Regions from separate parts of the Mus musculus genome. Here all the other regions are linked to region 1. The links are chromatin contacts, called in public Hi-C and promoter capture Hi-C maps. All regions are on one chromosome and are shown on one strand. The core of a region is the stretch at or near the end of the contact, and the rest is flanking DNA. Distances in the headings are between cores, read along the strand shown. Region 1 has its middle 49 kb from the start of Gm40630. Region 2 overlaps Foxo3 (forkhead box O3). Region 3 overlaps Armc2 (armadillo repeat containing 2).

The links. A called contact is a pair of places that touch in the nucleus more often than the background predicts. Capture Hi-C pulls out chosen DNA fragments and counts their contacts.
Region 2: a promoter capture Hi-C map of adipose tissue shows a contact between it and region 1. The contact joins two enhancer-like sites. A contact is called at or near these places in 5 of 484 Hi-C or Micro-C datasets (embryonic fibroblasts, macrophages and nephron progenitors), 8 of 115 datasets of contacts at active chromatin or transcription factors (bone marrow-derived macrophages, embryonic stem cells, fetal liver and 3 more) and 1 of 9 other capture datasets (adipose tissue).
Region 3: a Hi-C map of the HPC-7 cell line shows a contact between it and region 1, with 3 times the contacts expected there. The contact joins two enhancer-like sites. A contact is called at or near these places in 1 of 15 datasets of contacts at CTCF or cohesin (pro-B cells), 22 of 484 Hi-C or Micro-C datasets (the Ba/F3 cell line, the G1E-ER4 cell line, the HL-1 cell line and 8 more), 5 of 115 datasets of contacts at active chromatin or transcription factors (CD8 T cells, embryonic stem cells and large pre-B cells) and 1 of 9 other capture datasets (pancreatic islet).

The regions. Positions count from the first base shown.
Region 1 is chr10:42,128,880-42,133,020 of GRCm38.p6, forward strand. No RefSeq gene overlaps it. Among named protein-coding and RNA genes, the nearest start is that of Gm40630, 49 kb to the left of the region's middle. Within about 2 kb of position 2,557, at least 33 of the 459 cell types and tissues checked have an H3K27ac peak or open chromatin away from gene starts, as enhancers often do. A contact at or near this core is called in the HPC-7 cell line and adipose tissue, where this site is marked.
Region 2 is chr10:42,257,575-42,262,000 of GRCm38.p6, forward strand. The region is part of intron 2 of Foxo3 (forkhead box O3); the gene reads right to left. The region is part of intron 1 of Gm38485 (a long non-coding RNA gene); the gene reads right to left. Among named protein-coding and RNA genes, the nearest start is that of Gm38485, 15 kb to the right of the region's middle. Within about 2 kb of position 3,162, at least 52 of the 459 cell types and tissues checked have an H3K27ac peak or open chromatin away from gene starts, as enhancers often do. A contact at or near this core is called in adipose tissue, where this site is marked.
Region 3 is chr10:41,971,392-41,975,897 of GRCm38.p6, forward strand. Armc2 (armadillo repeat containing 2) reads right to left here. Exons shown (of 18, transcript NM_001034858.3): 7 at 3,968-4,066. Gm33058 (a long non-coding RNA gene) reads left to right here. Exons shown (of 3, transcript XR_380266.3): 3 at 3,317-3,674. Among named protein-coding and RNA genes, the nearest start is that of Gm33058, 15 kb to the left of the region's middle. Within about 2 kb of position 1,535, at least 45 of the 459 cell types and tissues checked have an H3K27ac peak or open chromatin away from gene starts, as enhancers often do. A contact at or near this core is called in the HPC-7 cell line, where this site is marked.

The sequences.
Region 1 (4,141 bases), core at 1,307-3,806:
AATCTCCTAACTTAACCGAACTGATTGAAGATTAATCCCAGGTCTCTTGTGCACATTACCATCTGAGAATGGCTCTTTGGACCACCATTCTCCGTACCACTCATCCAAATCTTTGTGTAGCTGAAACCATTGTCCACTAAGATTGTCGTAAGGCAGCTTGCGTGTTTCTGTTGGGGTAGCTCACACTGGAGAATAAATGAAACCTCCATTCTGAAGGTAGCGCCGTGAGGGCTGAAGTTATGTTTGCATTTTAATTACTGTGCTTGAGAGATCTGTCATGCCTCTAACCTGTAAGTCTCACGTGCCTAAGGACAGAGAACTTTCTGGAATGCTGGGGCCTGTTGTTCATGGAAGATAACAAGCCACGCATTTTCACTTTTATAAACAAGGCTGTTTGCCCTGTGCTTGGTTACGTAGTAGATGGGAGGTTGTAGGCAGAAGTTCATCAGGATGTACGCTTGCCCCTGACGACGGGAAGGCAGAAAGTACGAGGCCTTATGAGTTTTGCCTTTATGAGCACCTGACTAACATAATTGTCAGCCATTCTCTGGGAATCCTGGGCATGTGTCTAGCCCGTGTCCGCCATCCTGCCCAGGAGATAGTAAAGCTTGCTTCAGGTTTGTCTCAAAAGTTGTGGTCTTATTCTCACCCGGGTCCTCTTGGCGTGGTGGTAACGTTTCTCCTGGGTTTTGTTGTTGTTGTTGTTGTTTACATGTTTGTTTTGTTGCTTTGTTTTCTGAGACAGGATTTCTCTGTATAACAGCTCCTGCTGTCCTAGAACTTGCTTTGTAGACCAGGCTAACCTCAAACTCAGAGATCCATGTGCCTTTACATTCAAGTGCTGGTATGAAAGGCATGTGCCCCAAGATATAAGATACAATTTGCTAAACACATGAAACTCAAGAAAAATGAAGACTGAAGTGTGGACACTATGCTCCTCCTTAGAAGTGGGAACAAAACACCCATGGAAGGAATTACAGAGACAAAGTTTGGAGCTGAGACGAAAGGATGGACCATGTAGAGACTGCCATATCCAGGGATCCACCCCATAATCAGCATCCAAACGCTGACACCATTGCATACACTAGCAAGATTGTATCGAAAGGACCCAGATGTAGCTGTCTCTTGTGAGACTATGCCGGGGCCTAGCAAACACAGAAGTGGATGCTCACAGTCAGCTAATGGATGGATCACAGGGCTCCCAATGGAGGAGCTAGAGAAAGTAGCCAAGGAGCTAAAGGGATCTGCAACCCTATAGGTGGAACAACATTATGAACTAACCAGTACCCCGGAGCTCTTGACTCTAGCTGCATATGTATCAAAAGATGGCCTAGTCGGCCATCACTGGAAAGAGAGGCCCATTGGACACGCAAACTTTATATGCCCCAGTACAGGGGAACGCCAGGGCCAAAAAGGGGGAGTGGGTGGGTAGGGGAGTGGGGGTGGGTGGGTATGGGGGACTTTTGGTATAGCATTGGAAATGTAAATGAGCTAAATACCTAATAAAAAATGGAAAAAAAATTAATGAGAAAATTAAAAAAAAAAAAAAAGAAAGGCATGTGCCACCATGCCTGGCAATGCTCCTCCTTTTAACACAATGCTTTTAATTTCAGGCCAAATATATTTTCTTTGAATTCATTATGTCCTAAGGCCTAGGTTTCTGCTATCAGGAAATGGGGAACTTCTAGGTTCAAGCTACCTGACGAAGCTCCCCGATTGACACATCCTATGACTAATGGAGACCTAGCCTTTCTCATCTACCTGTTCCCACCCCTTCAGGGTTTCTGCAGTGACTCAATCACTCCATTTCTCCTGGTCTGAACACACACCCTTCCCTACTCATCAGTGATCTTTTAGAATTACCATTTCTGATGGGCTCAAAGTAGATAGGGTGGGGGAGGAGGGAATTCTCTATAGAAAGGAGTCCTCTCGGAATGTCCTTAAACAAGAATACTTTGGAAGCCAGGTATGGTGTCAAAAATCTGTAATTTTGCACCCGGGAACTTGTGTTCAAAGTCAGTATAAGCTACATAGTGAAACTCTCCCTCAGCCCCAAAATGAAAAAGATAAAGAAAACAACCTCCAGCCTTCACCTGGAAGCCTCCAAGGGGGCCTTGAGCTAGTCGAAGGTACTCACCCCACCCCACCCCCGCCCCCACCCCCCACCCCCGGCACTGAGCCCTCCATCCGACGGGTGAGACGCCTGAGCGTCTGTCCGTCTTCCCATGCTGAGTTCCAGGCTCTCCCGGCTGCCTTGCTCTCTGGCAAGTGAACCTGAAACCTCCACACAGCTGAATGCATTCCCCCTCTGTATATGAGAGGAAGGGTGGGGCAGAGAATCCAGAGCCAGGCATGGTGATAAACACCTGTAATCCCAGCTCTGGAGGCAGAGGCAGGTGGATCTCTGTGAGTTTGAGGCCAGCCTGATCTAAGAACATGTTTCAGGCCAGCTGAGGATACATAGTGAGCAAAACAGACAAAAGAGGAGAGAATTCTGATCCCAGGAAGTAACTCTTGAACCTGCCACTGACTTTGTCCCTGTGGCAGGAAGAAGGGCCTGGCCACTGTCTCTGGTTTCATTTCCTTGTCTCTCTCAGAAGGGCTGAAACAGAAGCCCTCCTAGGTCCTGTCCAGCTCCAAGAAAATGGAATCGATCCTCCCTGGGGAGCCCTGGAATGTGGCCTTGGGAACCCAGTGGCTTGCTGCTAGCCTGTGAACTGGACAGGAGGGGCAGCTGAGAGGGAAGGTGAAGCTGGAAGGGAGAGCCAGGCAGAGGGAGTGGCAAGGAGTCTGTCCATCCTCACAGTACGGACTTGTTTATGGTACTTCGTTTCTAAGCAGGAAGCTGATGCTTGGAAGCTTAGCTTGCTCTCTGTGGCTGTGATAAACACCATGACTGAGGCAAGAGAGGGGAAAGGGCTTATTTCGCTTTACCATTCCCAGCCTATCAGGGAGGCGAGAAAGAGCAGGTGCTCAGGGAGCCTGGAGGCAGGAACCAATGCTAAGACCATGAAGGAATAGCTGTTTTGCTTCTCATGGCTTTTAAAATAATTTTTTCCTTTTTTTCTTTAAGATTTATTATGTATATAGCATTCTGCCTGCGTGCATTCCTACAGGCCAGAAGAGGGCACCAGATCTTACTACAGATGGTTGTGAGCCACCATGTGGTTGCTGGGAATTGAACTCAGGACTTCTAGAAGAGCCGCCAGTTGTCTTTTTAGTTGTTTGTTTGGTTGGTTTTTTTATTTTTTCGAGACAGGGTTTCTCTGTGTAGCCCTGGCTGTCCTGGAACTCACTCGTAGACCAGGCTGGCCTCAAACTCAGAAGTCTGCCTACCTCTGCCTCCCAAGTGCTGGGATTAAAGGCATGCGCCACCACTGCCCAGGTTTTTTGTTTGTTTGTTTGTTTGTTTGTTGTATCTGAGCTTGCAGCCAGTGCTCTTAACTGCTGTCTTATACAATCCAGGACTGCCTGCCCGAGGGGGGACATGGTATAGAATGGATTTGATCCTCCCACAGAAATTACTGATCAAAAAAAAAAAAAAAAAAAAAATACCCCAAAGGTCACCTACAGTCCAATCTGATGGACACTTTTCTCAGACGAGGTTTCCTCTTCCCTTGACTCTAGCTCGTGTGACTAGACAAAACTCACCAGGACAGAAGCTAACTGTTTGTTATAAACCCATGCAAGGCTAGAAGGGCAGGGCAGAGCCTTCACACAGGCCATTAAGCCCACCCCCCCTTCTGTTCCAGGACTACTCAGGCCCTCGGTGGTCATGAGATATAAATCCCTGGACAGGGGCCATCGCAGAGAGCTCCAGTGTAGCTTCACCCGGTCACAGTACCCTCACTGCCACACGGGAATCAACAACCGCCCTTTCTGTCTTCGTTTTTTTTTTCCCCTCCTCCCTTGCTCTCTCCTTTCTTTCCTTTTTCATCTTGTTTTTACCGCTCAGTTTTACTTTTGAAAGAAAACTCGTGGTACTTAGGAGCTGAGGGAAGAGGTGTGTTACCCACTCCTAACTACTCACTCAATGATGGGTGCTATAGTTCCCATCTTTGGGATTCCAATCTGCGATGTGGTGGGGGTAGTTTTAAAAGCTGCCGCCTCTGCCTGGGATCAGGCTCGCTACCAGCCTCTC
Region 2 (4,426 bases), core at 1,912-4,411, 130 kb after region 1:
TCAAAAAATAACAAACCCACTGCTAACTCACCAACTCGACGACACAACGGAGTGAAGCTAACCCGTAGGATGGAGGCCTTATTCCACAAACGGCTGTTTATTCTGTAGCAGGTCTTTAGGACGTCTCTGTTTTATATACAAGCGGCACATAATTTTTATTTTAAAAAGTCCAACCACTTCTAAAAATGTTACTAGTCTGTGGCTGACAAAAAGAAAGAAAGAAAGAAAGAAAGAAAGAAAGAAAGAAAGAAAGAAAGAAAGAAAGATGTTTCTGAGTTCCCGTAACCAGACACAAAGCTCTGCAGGTTCAATTAAACCCTGACTGTGCCTGATGCAGCCTTCACCTTTCCCAGCACTCAAGCTGTGGGGCCTGCTTCCCTCAGGCAAGAAGATGCTCAGGGCCCCAGCACCTGAGGTACAGGTGGATGGCGGCGTCTGCTCCCCTTGCCGCTTACCCAGTAGGGAAAAGTTGACTTCTCCTTCCTTCCTCCTGACAAGATTGGGGGACTGCAAAGCTTCCTTGCCCCCACAGAACTGCTGAAGGGCCAAGCACGCTCTGTTACCCGAGGGCTGGCAGCAAGCTGCAGAGCCTTTCTCAAGGAGGATAGGAAGAGGGCAAAGATGGCGCAAGCAGTTCCCCAGTTCCTTCCTCTTATCCCAGTGTCTGCTAAGCACCAAGGACTTTGCGAGATTCAGTTTGTAGAAAGAACTCTTTTCCCACCTTGACAAAAAAGAAAATGACTCATAACTCTGAACCCTTGGAAGGTAATCCTGGAAACAGAAGACCTCACAATTATTATTTATCCCAAACCACAACACAGCTTAGCTTCCTCTTCTTGCCAGTCGGGGAGAGACGCGATGGGTCACACTCCCACCGGGCTCCGTGATTCCACACTGAGGCTGGAAGTCCGACCTGCACTTTAATTACAACGTGGAGCCATCAATGTCAGCACCTGAGTACGCACACACACGGTCTGATAATGTTCTTGGGAAAAAATTATGTAACCATTTAACTCCTACACCAGCACTGGCAATCCCCTAACAATTTGTTAAAGTCACACAACATCTCTTCCGCCTCTGGCAGGGAGGGAGTTTCTCCTGGGCATCTCCCATGCTCCTAGGCTGTGCGCCATGATGATCTTGTCCTCCTCGCCATCATTTAGCAGGGTTCACTGTGGCCACCGCCACAATGTCTTGCCCTACAGTGAGGAGAGCCAGGTCTAGGGGCTCTAAATGTATCGATGAATGTGTGCTGTGTGTCCGCTCACTAGACTACAGTACACAGGCCTCTCCTACGAGGGAGACTGGGGCAGGGCAGAGGAGAGGAGACAGAGAAATGAATGGAGAGGAAGGAAAGTGAAAGAGGTTGCCCAAAGCAAGCTTTGATGCCATCTGGAGTAAAAGTATCTCTGTGCCCCATTTCCACACCTGCAGAGGGGACCAGGCCACTCTTCTTACACCCCAGTCTCATGGAAAATGGCCACGTTGGCGAGTGCCATCCCAAAGAATAATCAACCTTGCATCACCAAATTACAAGTCTGAAAAGCCTTTCGTGTTCCAGGCGGACACCGGTCTAGAGCCTAACAGGGCAGACTTCTTACTGTGGGCTCTGAGAGTGACGAGCAGAGTGAGACCTTTGTCTCCATCCCAGCGGACCCTGCAAACTCTCTCCTCTCTCTTCTTTTGAACCAGATTAAGAATTATATTAGAAAAGATCACCGCCGATCGAGGCAGTTATCGTTAGGATTGAGTTAAAAATCAAAACCTCTGAGGCTTGGGCGAATTACTGACTTCAGAATTCTGTCAAAGGAGAAAAGACACTGCTGGTATCCCATCTCCAACCGTCTACCGGCTCATGCCTCGTCTGCAAGAACAGCTAAACTCTTAGTGCGGGCACACTACAAAGTGTTCAATGACAGCTACAGTTGTGAAAATGAGGAATAAATCAAAAGGCTTTGACTGCACACTCACACCCACTCACATTCACACCCACTCACAGACTGCACACTCATACACACTCACACCTGCTCACAACTCAGAGCAAAGGTTTATAATGGTGCTGCACCTCCTCCCCTTTCAGTGGAAACAGATTAAAAACTCTCACCTACAACTCTCTAAATCTTGCAGGGACTCAGGGACCTTCCCCTGAGGCCTCTGGCAGAGAGGGATGTGCACGTAATTTCATTCACCTCCGTCAACAGGAAAGTTCATGGGAGTCCAGGTCTCAGGGTCCCACTGGGATGGAGGCAACCCTTCTACACTGCTGCCAGGCAGGCATGCTGAGCCTAACTCCACAGTAAACGAACCTTTGGTGCCAGAACCTTTCAAAACATATTGCTTTCTTGTTCTCAAAACATGCCAACAGAGGCCTGTGTTTTTGGAAACCAAATGGAAGCCATGTTTACACATTTCAACTGTGAGCAACGGCAGCTTTGGAAGGAAACAACTCCAGTTTCCATCAGCTACATCCAACTTACTTCTGATCTTTCGAGGGCTCTACAATTCTCCTAGAGTTCAGGTATAAATGTTGCCAGCAATATTCGTAACACACTACTCAGGACTCCTAAACTCTGGCCTCAGATAAAAAACTGCTGCCTGTCCCTTCTGATGGTGTCCAACACTTCAAGCTATCTTCTTGACCGTCTCAGGAACCGCGATGAAGGAGAGTGATCTTCCAGTCCTTCCCACTCCCTTAGAAAGCCCAACACAAAGTCCTCCAGGAGCTCAGGATTCAGGCCACATTCTCAGGGGTACAACCTGGTATGCTACTAAAACAAGGGCTTACAGTCTAAACTAATATGGGTAGTTTTCCCCCACAGTGCTCAAGTATGAGTGTTTATGAGCCCCATGTAATATTCTGAAGCAGCTTTTAAGAAAGAGGTCCTGAAATGAACTTCAGGTCCTGGCCAGACCACTGTTCTCACTACACTCCTAAAGCCGTCAGCTATGTCTGATACGGCTGATGATGAGGCCCTGCTTAATGGACTACAAATCCAATGAGACTGGCAAGCAGCAATAATTCCATCTACCCCTGGCTTCACCTTGGGGTGAGCCAAGGCAGATGCCAACTGCTCGCTCCTGTCTTCATTGCCAGTGCTGCCCCTCTCTCCCCTTCTCTCCTCGATTACACCCAGCACATTTTAATCTTATCTTTCTCCCACACATCTCGAGTCTGTCTGGGGATGAGTCAGAGGCTACTCCCTGGCTTCACGCTGGTCTTGAGACTAGCGATGCTCCCCGAAGGCAAAAAAACAAACAAACGGGGAAGATCATTAAACACCCAGAGTCTCATGGAAACACAGCTCTTTGAAAACACCCACCTCAGGATGGACACTGGTGCTCTTCAGACAACTGGGTAGGAGCTTTGTTCCCACCTGTGGCCTTGGAAGGAGACTGGCCCCCTGCCTTTTGCAGAAAGCTACAGGGAGAGAGAGGCTGGTCTAGAACACTCATGGGGACAGAGCTTTGCTACATTCAACAGACCCCATCACAAGATGTCTGTTCATTTTCCCCTATGTCAGGATTCAGAAACCAAGATCAGAATTATGATTCTGACTTCTTAAATCATCACAAAGAATCCCACACACTTAGCAAATGACTTTAGAAGACTGTTTCTGGGGCCGAAGAAACGGCTCAGCAGTTAACAAAGCCGGCTGCTCCTCCAGAGGACAGAGGTTCGACTCCCAGAACCCACATGGCAGCTTACAACCATCTATAACTCCAGTTGCAGGGCACCTGGCACTCTCCCGGAACATGGTACGGGCATGCACAGGCATGCACATGTACAGTCATGCACATGTACAGGCATGCAAGTAAAGCTAATATATTAAAAATGTATAATATCTTTTGAAACCCAGTGCTGAAGCCTCAGCTTGCAGCAGTATCGCCAGAGAGAGAGCTTGTGAAAACTGACGGCTGTCCAGAATGTCTGACTTAGTATGTCTGGGATGGGGTCTTAGGATCTGTATTCCCAACATGTGCCTATGTGATGTCAGCACGGTTGGGGTTGGTCTGAGAACCACACTATGGCAGTCAATAGCTCAGGAATCAGAGCGTGGTAGATACAGTATACACAACAGTAGGCTCTCAAAAGAAACAAGGTAAAGTGTCTCCGTTTTCAAGTCTTATACAATGTTTCCTAACAGTACCATCTCTTCTTACAAGTTCCTACAGACTTCAAACTAAGTTAAGTAGGGTCCAATAGAGACAAGGAAAAACAAGTGGGAGGTGGGGACTTTAAATAAACCACTTACAATTATACAAAAGAAGAGACTGTGCTAAATATAGCTTGTTAAGGAATGATGATGCTCTTGTTTCAAATGCCTTAGCTCCAACCTGACCACATTTCTTTTCATTCTGAGCTGGGGCGGGGACAGGGGCACAAGGGTGACAACTCTCTGCCTTGTAATCTTCCCACAGAGAAGAG
Region 3 (4,506 bases), core at 285-2,784, 160 kb before region 1:
TATTTACTAACCGGTCACTTAGCTTGACCAGGACACAGCCTTTCAAAACCTCTCCCTTGGCTCCCTTTTCCGAGTGCTCTCCCCTCCCCCTGGGCTCTGTCCAGTTTCACTGGGGCAGGTCATTTGCATTTCTGCCTCCGTTTCTTTAAAAAAAAAAAAAGTTGCATGATTCCAAAAGGAACTAATGCTACCTTGTACTGCTATTTAATTTTCACATGTGAATAAGTGTGTTGTGAGATGAATGGATCAATGTTCTATATGACTAGGGATCCTGACTGACACATCTGTATGGTAGAGCAAGAAAACTATATAGGTCTTAGTCAGGGTTTCTATTCCTGCACAAACATCATGACCAAGAAGCAAGTTGGGGAGGAAAGGGTTTATTCGGCTTACACTTCCATACTGCTGTTCATCACCAAGGAAGTCAGGACTGGAACTCAAGCGGGTCAGGAAGCAGAAGCTGATGCAGAGGCCATGGAGGGATGTTCTTTACTGGCTTGCTTCCCCTGGCTTGCTCAGCCTGCTCTCTTATAGAACCAAGACTACCAGCCCAGAGATGGTCCCCCCACAAGGGGCCTTTCCCCCTTGATCACTAATTGAGAAAATGCCTTACAGTTGGATCTCATGGAGGCATTTCCTCAACTGAAGCTCCTTTCTCTGTGATAACTCCAGCTGTGTCAAGTTGACACAAAACTAGCCAGTACAGTAATCTACAACATAACTTCAAGCAAGCTCATCTATTGATTTAAAAAAAGTTTCTTTCTTCCTTCCTTCCTTTCTTTCTTTCTCTCTCTTTCTTTCTCTTTCTCCCTTCCTTTCTTCCTTCCTTCCTTTCTTTCTTTCTTTCCTTTTCTTCTTCTTTCTTCTTCTCTCCTCCTCCTCCTCCTCCTCCTTCTCCTTCCTTCTCCTTCTCCTCCTTTCTTCTTCTCCTTCTTCTCCTTTCCTTCTCCTTCTCCTTCTCCTTCTCCTCCTCCTCCTCCTCCTCCTCCTCCTCCTCCTCCTCCTCCTCCTCCTCCTCCTCCTCCTCCTTCTTCTTCTGGTGCAGGGTTTCTCTGTGTAGCACTGGCTGTCCTGGAATTCACTCTGTAGACCAGGCTGGCCTTGAACACATAGAGACCCCTCTTGCTTCTGCCTCTCACGTGCTGGGATTAAGCCACTACCTCCTGGCTATGTTCCTTTCAAAATGACTGTCAACCAGGGGGAGAGACAGTACAAGCCACCATTACCAAAGAGGAGACTTTTAAACAAATGCTGCTTAGGAAAGAGGGAGGCTAGAATATTTTGTTTACAGTTGTGATCCTGAAGAAAGTGATTTTTGAGAGTGGCTTAACAGTTGGTACACAGGAAAGAAAGCCCTCTCTCAGAGGGCAGCACAAGGGGGAGAAAGGAATTCAAGGTATAGCGTGTTCTCTTTGGAAGGGTTACCTCTGACGGACCTCATCACAAAATGTAGACGTTGTAGGCCAATCTGTAAATACCATAATGGGAGCTTAGCTGCGGACATGCAGGAAGTGTGCGCCAGCAAAAAGGAAGTGACTCGGGCCATTTTTAGCTCTTTTCAACAATAACATCTAAGAAAAAAAAAGTTGAAACCTCAACAACTAAATACACGCCAAAGCCTCTCGGTTATGCACTTAAGTAAATGAACAGTTGGGAAGTGATGGAGACCCCAACCCGAGGAGAGCCGGAGCTCTACGGGGTGCATTGCTTTGGGGTGTTGCTCTATTCTTCTCTGACTGGCCTTCACGCCTGCAGGCTTTGGGCTGTTCTCAGCTGCTGGGCTCAAGTTTACAAAGGAAGAGGCAAGGAAGGTTCAAGGATCAAAGCTTCAGCTCTGGCTCCAGGAAGCCCTCTGATACTCTGTATCAGTCAGCTGGCTATTCCAGTTATAAATGCCACCAGGTGGAGCACTGCACTCTGGAAGCCGAGGCAGAAGGATGGCAAGTTTAAGGTCAGCCTGGGCTACATCTGGAGACTCAAGAAGTCAAAGCAAAACAAAACAGAAAGGCACATGGCCACAGAAGACATTATAAGAGCTGAAACTAGTTAAGAGTTTCAAGAGTGATCTAGCGGAGCAAAGTCACCAAGTAACTTCCAAGTCACCCCTTAACCACACAGGGAAATGCAGCCAAGCGCCTGGCAGGCACCACCTGACCCAAATGGCCCAAAATCACGCTTCCAGTAAGGGATAGGTCAGCAGTGGGCCTACTGCCAGGGGGCCTGAGAAAGATGCAGCGTGAGTGTGGAGATAGTCCTGCCTCAAAGGCCCAATTTGGGTCTCAGTAGGAGAAAACACTTGGAAAACCTGATGTGTGGATGTTCTGTACGGTAAATGGCCTGTTTCCCCACTTCTAACAGGATCATGAAAGGGTTGTGACAGATGATTGAAACTTGTGGCCCAGAAGTTTCTAGAAAGGAAATCATAGGGACAATAAGCCAAATGCAGGCAAGATTTGTACGGCCTGGTATGGTAATTCCCAGATACGGAAGTGAACACCCTTGCTTCTAAAACTAACAAAATCAGGGACTGAAGTAGTTAAAGAGTAATAGATTTGGGTTTTTCCGTTTGTTTTTATTTTGTTTCATTTTGAGACAGAATCTCATTGTGTAGTAGAGGCTGGCCCTGAATATGTTAACAATGTGTTCTCAAAAAGTTCTAGAAAGAAAGAAAAAAAAGCAATGTGCAAGTGGGCAGAGAAAGAGGAACACGGAGTGGGGGACAACAAGGCAATGTGGTAGAGCCTAAGTGCTGGGCATCTGAAAACTATTAACTACTGTAACTATTGTAATCAATCTATTAACTACTGAACAGGCCTAAAGAACCACAAGGTATCGAGGGAACTATTTGTCTAGGAACAAAGATTCGATATTTCTTTGACACAGGCTCTTACTGTGGAACTTAGACTGGCCTTGAACTCACAGCTGCCCAAGTGGGAGGGTTTACAGCTCACTGTTTAATGATCCATCTGAGAAGGGAGACTCATCTATATCTCATTCCCCCAAACTCCTTAGTGATGTCCTAGGTTTGCCCTGTTGGTATCTGGTGGACAGAGCACTGGGCATCCACTGAAGAGCCTGCTGTGCGGGATCTCCCCTCCAGACAGGCCTCCCATCTGAAGACTTCCCATGTGATTTCTAACTCTTGGCCAGACTCACCTTCCTGATTTGATTTGCACTCATTGCCTGAAGGAATGACCCAAAATTCACCGTACAAGCTAATAGGAGGGTAGGAACTGTAACTCCAGTGGGGAAATGTTATATTCTTTGAATGTAAGGGATTCGGAGGTAATTTGATTTCATCCATCTTTGAGTACAGAGTTTACATGAAGTGCTGTGCATCGGCTATTAGCATCAAGCCCAGAAATCCTGCCCAGAAGACCCACCCATGGAGAGCACCATCTCGAAGGCCCACCCAGTGGGCACAGCCTGGCTACAGCATGGAACTGAGATGGCAAGCACTGGGCACTCAGGAAGCAGGTGTCCTGCATCAGCTCCCTACTTGCTGGCTGTAAGGATGCTTCTCCCCTGCATCTAGTGGAGCATCAGCCAGTTCTGCCATGCTGCTCATGTGTCTAAGAGTCCTACTAAGGGCCCACTATGTGCATGATGGCCCACTGTGCACATGGTACTAATTACGGGGCTTACTCTGTGGTTCTGACCAAGAGTCCAGATGAATTCTGAAAAAAAAAAAAAAGGGTAAAGTTCTCTCAGAAGAGCCCTATACCCTCATAGCAATGCCTCATTGTGACCCTTTGGAGTGCTAGTCCAAGTGTAATTGTATTTATTAATAATTTGGTTTATATACTATTTACTATACACATCTACAGGGTAAGTAAACCCAAAACATTCTTTGTTTTCCAACATATCCCCAGCGATAACATTCAAAATACAACTGAAAATATCAGGGTAGTGGGGAGCACGCAAATAAATGCCAAGCTTTTATTTAAAACAAGAACTGTTGTTTTACCGTTTTCTAATTCATGCAAAATGGGAACAATCCGTGCTTTCCAGAAGACTTCATCTACTTCTGTGTCTGTCTCCTGTTCCTGTGAGCTAGCTCTGGAGGCTGCAAAGAAATGCAGAGAAGGAAAAGGCATTGAGAGAGGGACTTGGAACAGGGCACATGCAAAAGCCTTTCCTGTGCATCACTAAAATGAACACAGAATCCAGTCTCGCTTTGCCCCCAGGCCCAAGAAACCACCCCAAGTGAAACTAGGATGAGTTATTTCAAAGAGCCAGAACTTATAGGCGGGGTTGGAGGGCTTCATAGAGCAGAGAGCTTTGAAAAGGCTGCTGGCCATGGGAAACCAGCAAACTGCTTTGAGTTGTTTCTTTACTTAAAAACTTCTCTCTGTAACATACAATAGACAGCTATACACACACACACACACACACGTGTGTGTGTGTGTGTGTGTGTATACATACATATGTGTGTATATACATATGTAGTATATATATATATGTGTGTGTGTGTGTGTGTGTGTATACATATATTCACACACATAC